Regions from separate parts of the Sus scrofa genome. Here region 1 is linked to region 2. A link is a contact called in public HiChIP or PLAC-seq data. All regions are on one chromosome and are shown on one strand. Each heading gives the region's core, a stretch centred on a gene start, on an enhancer-like site or on the middle of the called end of the contact. The rest is flanking DNA. Distances are from core to core; before and after follow the strand shown. Region 1 overlaps SHROOM1 (protein Shroom1). Region 2 overlaps SLC22A5 (solute carrier family 22 member 5).

Evidence for each region. HiChIP or PLAC-seq counts read pairs in DNA pulled down with a chosen protein or histone mark.
Region 1: a contact with region 2 is called in an H3K27ac HiChIP or PLAC-seq map of alveolar macrophages. The contact joins two enhancer-like sites. A contact is called at or near these places in 1 of 5 promoter capture datasets (fetal liver), 1 of 47 Hi-C or Micro-C datasets (embryonic fibroblasts) and 2 of 2 datasets of contacts at active chromatin or transcription factors (alveolar macrophages and skeletal muscle).

Annotation. Positions count from the first base shown.
Region 1 is chr2:135,144,575-135,148,354 of Sscrofa11.1, forward strand. It overlaps SHROOM1 (protein Shroom1), which reads right to left. Exons shown (of 8, transcript XM_021084746.1): 8 at 3,254-3,780. Among named protein-coding and RNA genes, the nearest start is that of SHROOM1, 6.1 kb to the right of the region's middle. Within about 2 kb of position 1,702, at least 41 of the 83 cell types and tissues checked have an H3K27ac peak or open chromatin away from gene starts, as enhancers often do. A contact at or near this core is called in alveolar macrophages, where this site is marked.
Region 2 is chr2:134,705,433-134,708,820 of Sscrofa11.1, forward strand. The region is part of intron 9 of SLC22A5 (solute carrier family 22 member 5); the gene reads left to right. Among named protein-coding and RNA genes, the nearest start is that of SLC22A5, 46 kb to the left of the region's middle. Within about 2 kb of position 1,884, at least 7 of the 83 cell types and tissues checked have an H3K27ac peak or open chromatin away from gene starts, as enhancers often do. A contact at or near this core is called in alveolar macrophages, where this site is marked.

The DNA.
Region 1 (3,780 bases), core at 452-2,951, 440 kb after region 2:
GTTGCTGTGGCTGTGGTGTAGGCCTTCAGCTATACTCCTGATTGGACCCCTAGCCTACTGGGAACCTCCATATGCCTCGGGTGCAACCCTAAAAAGCAAAAAAAAAAAAAAAAAAAAGAATAAGCTGAAGCCTAGGGAAACTGTAAGTAACTTGTCCAGACCTCACAGTAGCTGTCACAGTCCAGACGCTATCCTGGTGCTCTTTTCCCTTACACTGTCCTGTTGCAGAGAAGCAAGAAGGGCTCATTTTAGCCCTTTATTCATTTAGTGACCTTAGGCAAATAAACCAATTCCCCAAGCTCCATCTCCCCCTCTCTATGAGACTGGCAGTACCCATCCTACAGGCTGTGGAGAGGCAGAAACACAGGGAATCAGTAAGTAGAATTCTTCGTAAACTGCAATGCCATCCGGAAACACTAGGGAGTGCCCAGTTGGTCCCAAAGGGATAGCTGGCTAATTCCAAAACCGAATCTTATTTGTGGCTCTGCTCTCCATGATCACCATTCTTTTACTATGTAGCATTTATATATATATATATATATATATATATATATATATATATATATATATAAACAACACTAACTCTACCAACGAAATGTATTCTCACAAAAGGAAAATTATCCCATATTCTGAAAATGAAAATGCTTTAAGTTAGAATGTCACCTTTTTCTTTCTTTTTTGGCCACACCCAGTGGCATGTGGAAATTCCTGGGCCAAGGATCGAACCTGCACCACAGCAGTGACCAGCACTGCTGCAGTGGCAATGCTGGGTCTTTAACCCGCTGCGCTACAAGGGAAATCCCACAATGCCTTTCTTCATGCACATTCCTCCAGCATCCCCACCCGCACCTCCCAGATCTAAACAAGCAGTCATTCAGCCTTCTGGACTGAAAGCACCCCTCCATGTACATGGTTATAAAGCTGGGCCCACCCAGGACCCATATTCTGCCCCCCTTTTTTTGGGCCTTTCCTGGAAGAAGTTATTTGACCTTTTAAAATGGTTTAATAAATAGACTCTCTGTTCCTCTCCAGATAGCTTTTTTGCCGTGAAAAAAGCTGTGACTGGCATCACCGTCTCAGAACGGCCACACCTCTGGACTTGAACCTGTGGAGCAGAGGTGGCCTGAGATTTACTGCAGGGAAGAGGAAAGGAAGAGACGGCGGGGGGAAGGGAGAGGACAGCGCTTGAGCGAGAGCTATCTAGACTTCTCCTCCAAAGAGGGGAGTGGGAGACAAGTGAGAAGTTGGTGCTGGCTTAAATTTCAAAGACAACAGATAAACACCCGTCATGACTGTCTCATCTGCAGCCAGGCTGTGACAGTCACGCCACAGAGTCGTTGGGAGGATTGCTTTACAGCATTTGCCTCCGTCCCCTACATTCCCCTTTGACCTCTTCCGCCTGCGGTCCTCAACCGCATTCGACCTGAAGGGCCCAGGAAGCTTCTGAATTACACGTGACTGAGCAACGCTGTAAATTGCTCCCGTGAGGAGCGCAGAGGTTTACACCAGCCGCTCGCCGAGGTACGCGGGGTGCCAGGCAGGCTGTTCCAGCACGATTGCGCGCTGGTTTGGGGCGCCGCGGAACGTTATTGCTTCCCTACTCGGTTTGCAATTTACAGTCTGGAGGTAAAAAGTACCCTCATTAAATCCCTATTAGGAGGAGCAGCGGAGGCGGGATGAGGCAAGCGGGGGAGGAGGCCACGAGGCTTACTGTTGCCCAGCAACAACCTTGCTCAGCGCAGCCTGGGAGCAGCACCCGGGCGCCCGGGTGGGGGCGGGACCAGCAGGCGGGGGCGCAGGCAGAAAACTGCCGCAGAGCCCCGAGAAACCGTCTTTTCCACCCTGGGGAACTAAGTAAGGCTCTTTTTTTTTTTTTTTTTTTTTTTTTGTCTTTTTGTTGTTGTTGTTGCTATTTCTTGGGCCGCTCCCGCGGCATATGGAGGTTCCCAGGCCAGGGGTTGAATCGGAGCTGTAGCCACCGGCCTACGCCAGAGCCACAGCAACGCGGGATCCGAGCCGCGTCTGCGACCTACACCACAGCTCACGGCAACGCCGGATCGTTAACCCACTGAGCAAGGGCAGGGACCGAACCCGCAACCTCATGGTTCCTAGTCGGATTCGTTAGCCACTGCGCCACGACGGGAACTCCTTTTTTTTTTTTTTTTTTTTGTCTTTTTGTTGTTGTTGTTGTTGTTGTTGCTATTTCTTAGTAAGGCTCTTTTTGATACTGATACTCGAGATCGACACCCCCCAGCTTCCCCCTCCCCAGGGACTTTCGAACAAAAGGCTTGTGGCAAAGGAAAGCGAACCACCCTGCCCACAGCTGGCTGGCCAGAATGCCCTCCCGCTAGAAGCAAAAGGGCTTAACCTCAGCCCCAACAAGGACACTGCTTGGAACGAGCCAAAATCCCTGTGGCTAGCCGAGACGGCCTGGGAGCTGAGGAGGCTGCGGGTGGTCAAGTGGAGATAGACGCTTTCATCACCAGGAGAACAGTGCCCTCTGCTGGCAGCGTCCACGGGGGTGGAATTCACCGGCTTCTGCCCCGCCCCCGGCCCCAAAGTCTTTGCTGTGCTGTTGTCGAACAAGCCTAGTGAGCTCCTTCTTGCCCTCTGAAGGAGTAAGGGGTGGGTGGAAAGGAGATGATGGGGGCAGGAAGGAGACGGCGGCAAAATGGAAGGATGGGCGCGGGAGGTGTGGCCCTGCTTTCGTGTGCTCCCTCGATCTGGTCGAGACTAGCACCGAAGCCTCCAATTTCCGCAGAGCAAAACCCAGCAAAGAGGCAGTTTAACCAGACAAAGGCAGACGCTGCTTCTCATGCCCATCCTGGGGGCTGGGGCTGATGTGTCTGAAATACGCAATTTCCCAATTTCCGCTGGCCTAATAGACGGCGTTAAGTGTTTCTAAGACTATCCCAGTGGGAGAATGCAATGGGGTCGGTGTAAAAAGACAGAAGTCAGTAGATTCCATCCAGAAAGCGTCTTACAGGGAGCCTGCTAGGCCGAGGAGCTTGGAGCCGAGACCCCGCCCACAGCGTTCAAAGGAGAGAAGCAAAGCATAATGTTAGAACCCACAACTGCCTCAGCAGGAGCCCCATGTGTTTTTTATAAAAAGGCACAATGTGAGCATTGTTCTGTGCTCAATAGCGCGACTGTTATAACTAATGCTTTTGGTATGAATACGACCCTTTAAAATTCCCAGCCAGTTGCAGTTCGTGACAATATGCATCAGAAAAAACGAGCCCAGAAGCAGAGATTTCTCACTTTGGGGTCAGCAGGCTTTAGATACACATACACATGCTTGTGAATGTACCCAGCTACCAAAAACACACTGGACGTTTGCATGGACAATGTTCTTGCCCTGGCCTTTGCAGCTGCAAACACTAGGGCAGACTTTTCACTTGTATATTTGCGAACTTAACACTGATTCTGTGTACACAGGGCTAATCCACAAACAGAGGGGCGTGTGTAGCCTATTTCACACCACTCTCGCCCTTAACTCCCCACTCCCGACCCCAGCCCAGCCACAAATCTTCAGAACACACATGACACTGCCTCTGCAAGTCCTCAGCATCTCCCCCATAACAGGTCTCCAGGTGCTCCGTAACTCACCTGTAGCTCCCACCCTCCCTCCCCAAGCCTGGTTGACCCAGGGGGGTCTCTAAAGGGGAACTGGATACATTTAGATGACATAACTGGAAGAGGAAGAAAGTTCTTCCAGGATCTGGTAATAAATGTCCTCAAATGTCCAAGCATACCTGACCTTCATCAGGGTTTTTAGGC
Region 2 (3,388 bases), core at 634-3,133:
TTCCTCCTTTTTTTCTGTTTTTTGAAGCAATGCATTTAAGATAGAAATTGTCTGTTTTTTAGAATTTATTAGAATGTGCTTGTAAGACCTTCCAGGCCTAAGATTTTTATGGGGAAGAAGTTCTAAAAGGTACTTCACTGTCTTAAATAGCTGTTCACATTGTCAATAATTTTTGTGTGGATTTTGGCAATTTTTCTAGAAATGTATTCATTTTATCAGTTTTTGAAATGTGTTATCATAGTTATTTTTATTATTATTGTATGTTTTTTAATGTCTATTATATTTGTCATTTCCTTTTTTCCCCCTGTAGTTCCCCCTATACACCTTCTATCAGTTATTCTTCATCCGTTTCCCTAGATGTTTGTTTATTTTCACAGAAATACTTTGGGTTTTGTTAACCACCTTTATTTTTTGTCCTCTGTATCCTCTGTTTCATGATTCTGCCCTTATATTTATTATCCCATTTCTTCTTCTTTCTCTGGTTACATGCTATTAGTGACATTCATAAAGTGAGATGGGGAAGTCCACTCCTGTCCCCTGTAATTCTACTCTGTATAGGCAACCAGTTACCAAATTGGTGTTTTTTTCTAGATTCTTTTCTGCGCTTATATATTTTTCTACCACTTTCTGAGCTATTTAAGTCAGACCTCGTTCTGTGCCATATACACACACAGATACACATTTTCTTTAAAATGTAGTATCATGATTTATTTATCCATTTTCCATTATTGGGCATTTAGTTTGAAAGTCTAATGGTAAAATTTAATTCATTCATATTTATTTCGATCACTGGTAAATGTGGCCTTATTTCTGCCATCTTGTTTTGGCATCAATTTATCATGAGTTCTCTGAGCTTTTTTCTTACAAACTACTTCTGGATTCATCAAGGTGTTTTTGTCCTCATTCCTTCCTTCATTTTATTTAGTGACTTGAATAGGACCCCTCATTAAATTCTCAAGCATAGGTAAACATATTTTCCTATAAATGCTAAAAATTAATCAGACCCTCTAGTTTCATTCCAAACATAAGAAACTTTTTAGCATGTTTTTAATTCTCTTCTGTCCCACAGGCGCATATATGCACGTGTCTGCCAAGGAATTATTGAAATAATCTGCAAGCTTTCTGTTGTTACTAACTCTTCATGCTTAAAATAAACTTTTAGTTTTCTATTTTAAAAGTCTTTTCTTAACAGTTGCGTTAATCTGTAATCTACTTGTGCAGCTACATATCATACCAAGATAGGAAGGCTTAAACATATGTTTCTTTTAGAGTTTTCCTTGACTTACTGAAAATTTGTAGTTATTTGTGTCTCAAAAGTAATTTTCCTTTGGGTCTCTTATTTCTCCAAAGTATACTTTGGAATCCATGCTCTTCTGATCCTCATTTGACCTTTGCCAGCACAAAAACATTCTAAAATATTTGCAAATGCTAAAGTCACTTACTCATGCTTTACTGAGTTTACTTTAGCTTGGTGAAACCAAGTGCAATATCAGTTTGTGTAAATTTACCACTATCTGAAGGTTCATATAATTGTCCTCCCCTAGGGTCAGAGACTTGCTGGAGGAATACGAAAGTAGCTTTGAAAATTCATCTGCTGAATATCTTTTACTGAAAAGCTTAACATTTTTGTTTATAACTCTTAGTGCTTGAGGGTAAAGTAAAATGGGCACTGTCATAGTAAACCTATGGTAAAACTAACTTGGATGGAATTTATCAAAACTTTTGGAAAGTGTCCATACCTTTTATCCCAGTAATTCTACTTCCAGACATGTATCCTAAAACATGTTTCCCTTTGGGTTTATTTCAGGCGGTGCAGGGTAATTTTATGTGGTACACATTTGTGACCTCGTCTAACACTGACTCCCATAGAGAGGAAGTGACTCCTCTAGTCAGCTCCTTTCCAATCTCCTGATCAAGGGAAGGAGAAAAATCTCAGCTTAGTGCTAGTATGACTTTAAGAACTTTTTAAGCCTTCCTACTCTCCCATTTCATAGAAAGGGATGAGAAAAGGGATAGAAGTATCAGTGCTAGTTTCATGACACTGTTAGGTTTTCCATTGTATGACTGCCTTTATGACATATGATGCTGGTTTTCCATTTATAATAGTAAATAAGTTTTGCTTTTTAAAATCCTTTTTTTTTTTTTTTTTGCTTTTTAGGGCCACACTTGTGGCATATGGAGGTTCCCATGTTAGGGATCGAAGTGGAGCTACAGCTAGCGGCCACAGCCACAGCAATGCCAGATCCCAGCTGCATCTGTGACCTACATCACAGCTTGTGGCAACTCCGGATCCTTAACCCACTGAGCAAAGCCAGGAATCAAACCTGCAACCTCATGGTTCCTAGTCAGATTTGTTTCCACTGTGCCACAAAAGGAACCAATAATCTGAGCTTTAGACACAGATTTTAAATGGAGAGATGTTGTAATATATGGAGCTGTTCCTCCCAGTGCGACTTCTGTTATCATAAAATTAGAAACAGCTCAGTTGTCCAACAGTAGGGGTTAGTTACGTGATTTTTGATACCATCCAACGATGGAATAGTGCCAACTATTAAAGTATATTTATTTATTTATTTATTTATTTATTTATTTTGTCTTTTTGCTATTTCTTGAGCTGCTCCCACGGCATATAGAGGTTCCCAGGCTAGGGGTCGAATCGGAGCTGTAGCCACTGGCCTACACCAGAGCCACAGCAACGCAGGATCCGAGCCGTGTCTGCAACCTACACCACAGTTCACGGCAACGCCGGATCGTTAACCCACTGAGCAAGGGCAGGGATCGAACCCGCAACCTCATGGTTCCTAGTCGGATTCGTTAACCACTGCACCACGACGGGAACTCCTTAAAGTATATTTAATGACATGGGAAAATTATATACCATTATGTAAAACAAAACTGGTTATAAAAGAAAAATATGCATAGTATCCTAATGTTTCAGAGAAAGCATGTGTGTGTGTGTGTGTGTGTGTGAATCTCCAAAAATATTGGATGAAATATTTCCAAATAAATTGTCCCCGGACTCTTGTTACTACAGGAAATTTTTGTGTTTTGCATTAATAAACATGCTAATTTCCTCCCTAGAAAAACAATATATACATATAGCTATTTTTAAATTAACCTGTTCTAACCTTAACAGTACTGCTTGGTATTTGCCATCTTCGGGCACTCCTGGGTCCTTATATGCTCCAAGAATCCAGTTAGGTCCCTGTGGCCTGCTGCAAAGCCCTGGAGAGATAGTGCCCTCAAGACTTCCTTGTCACCCCTTAGTACACTCCAAGGTACTTGGTCTTGGTGGGTGTATATTTATATTTTTGGAGTAAAATAGAGTATACCTAAAATTCTTTGACATAATTTTTATTGCCTCATTTTCTCAATTAGGCTGGACCAA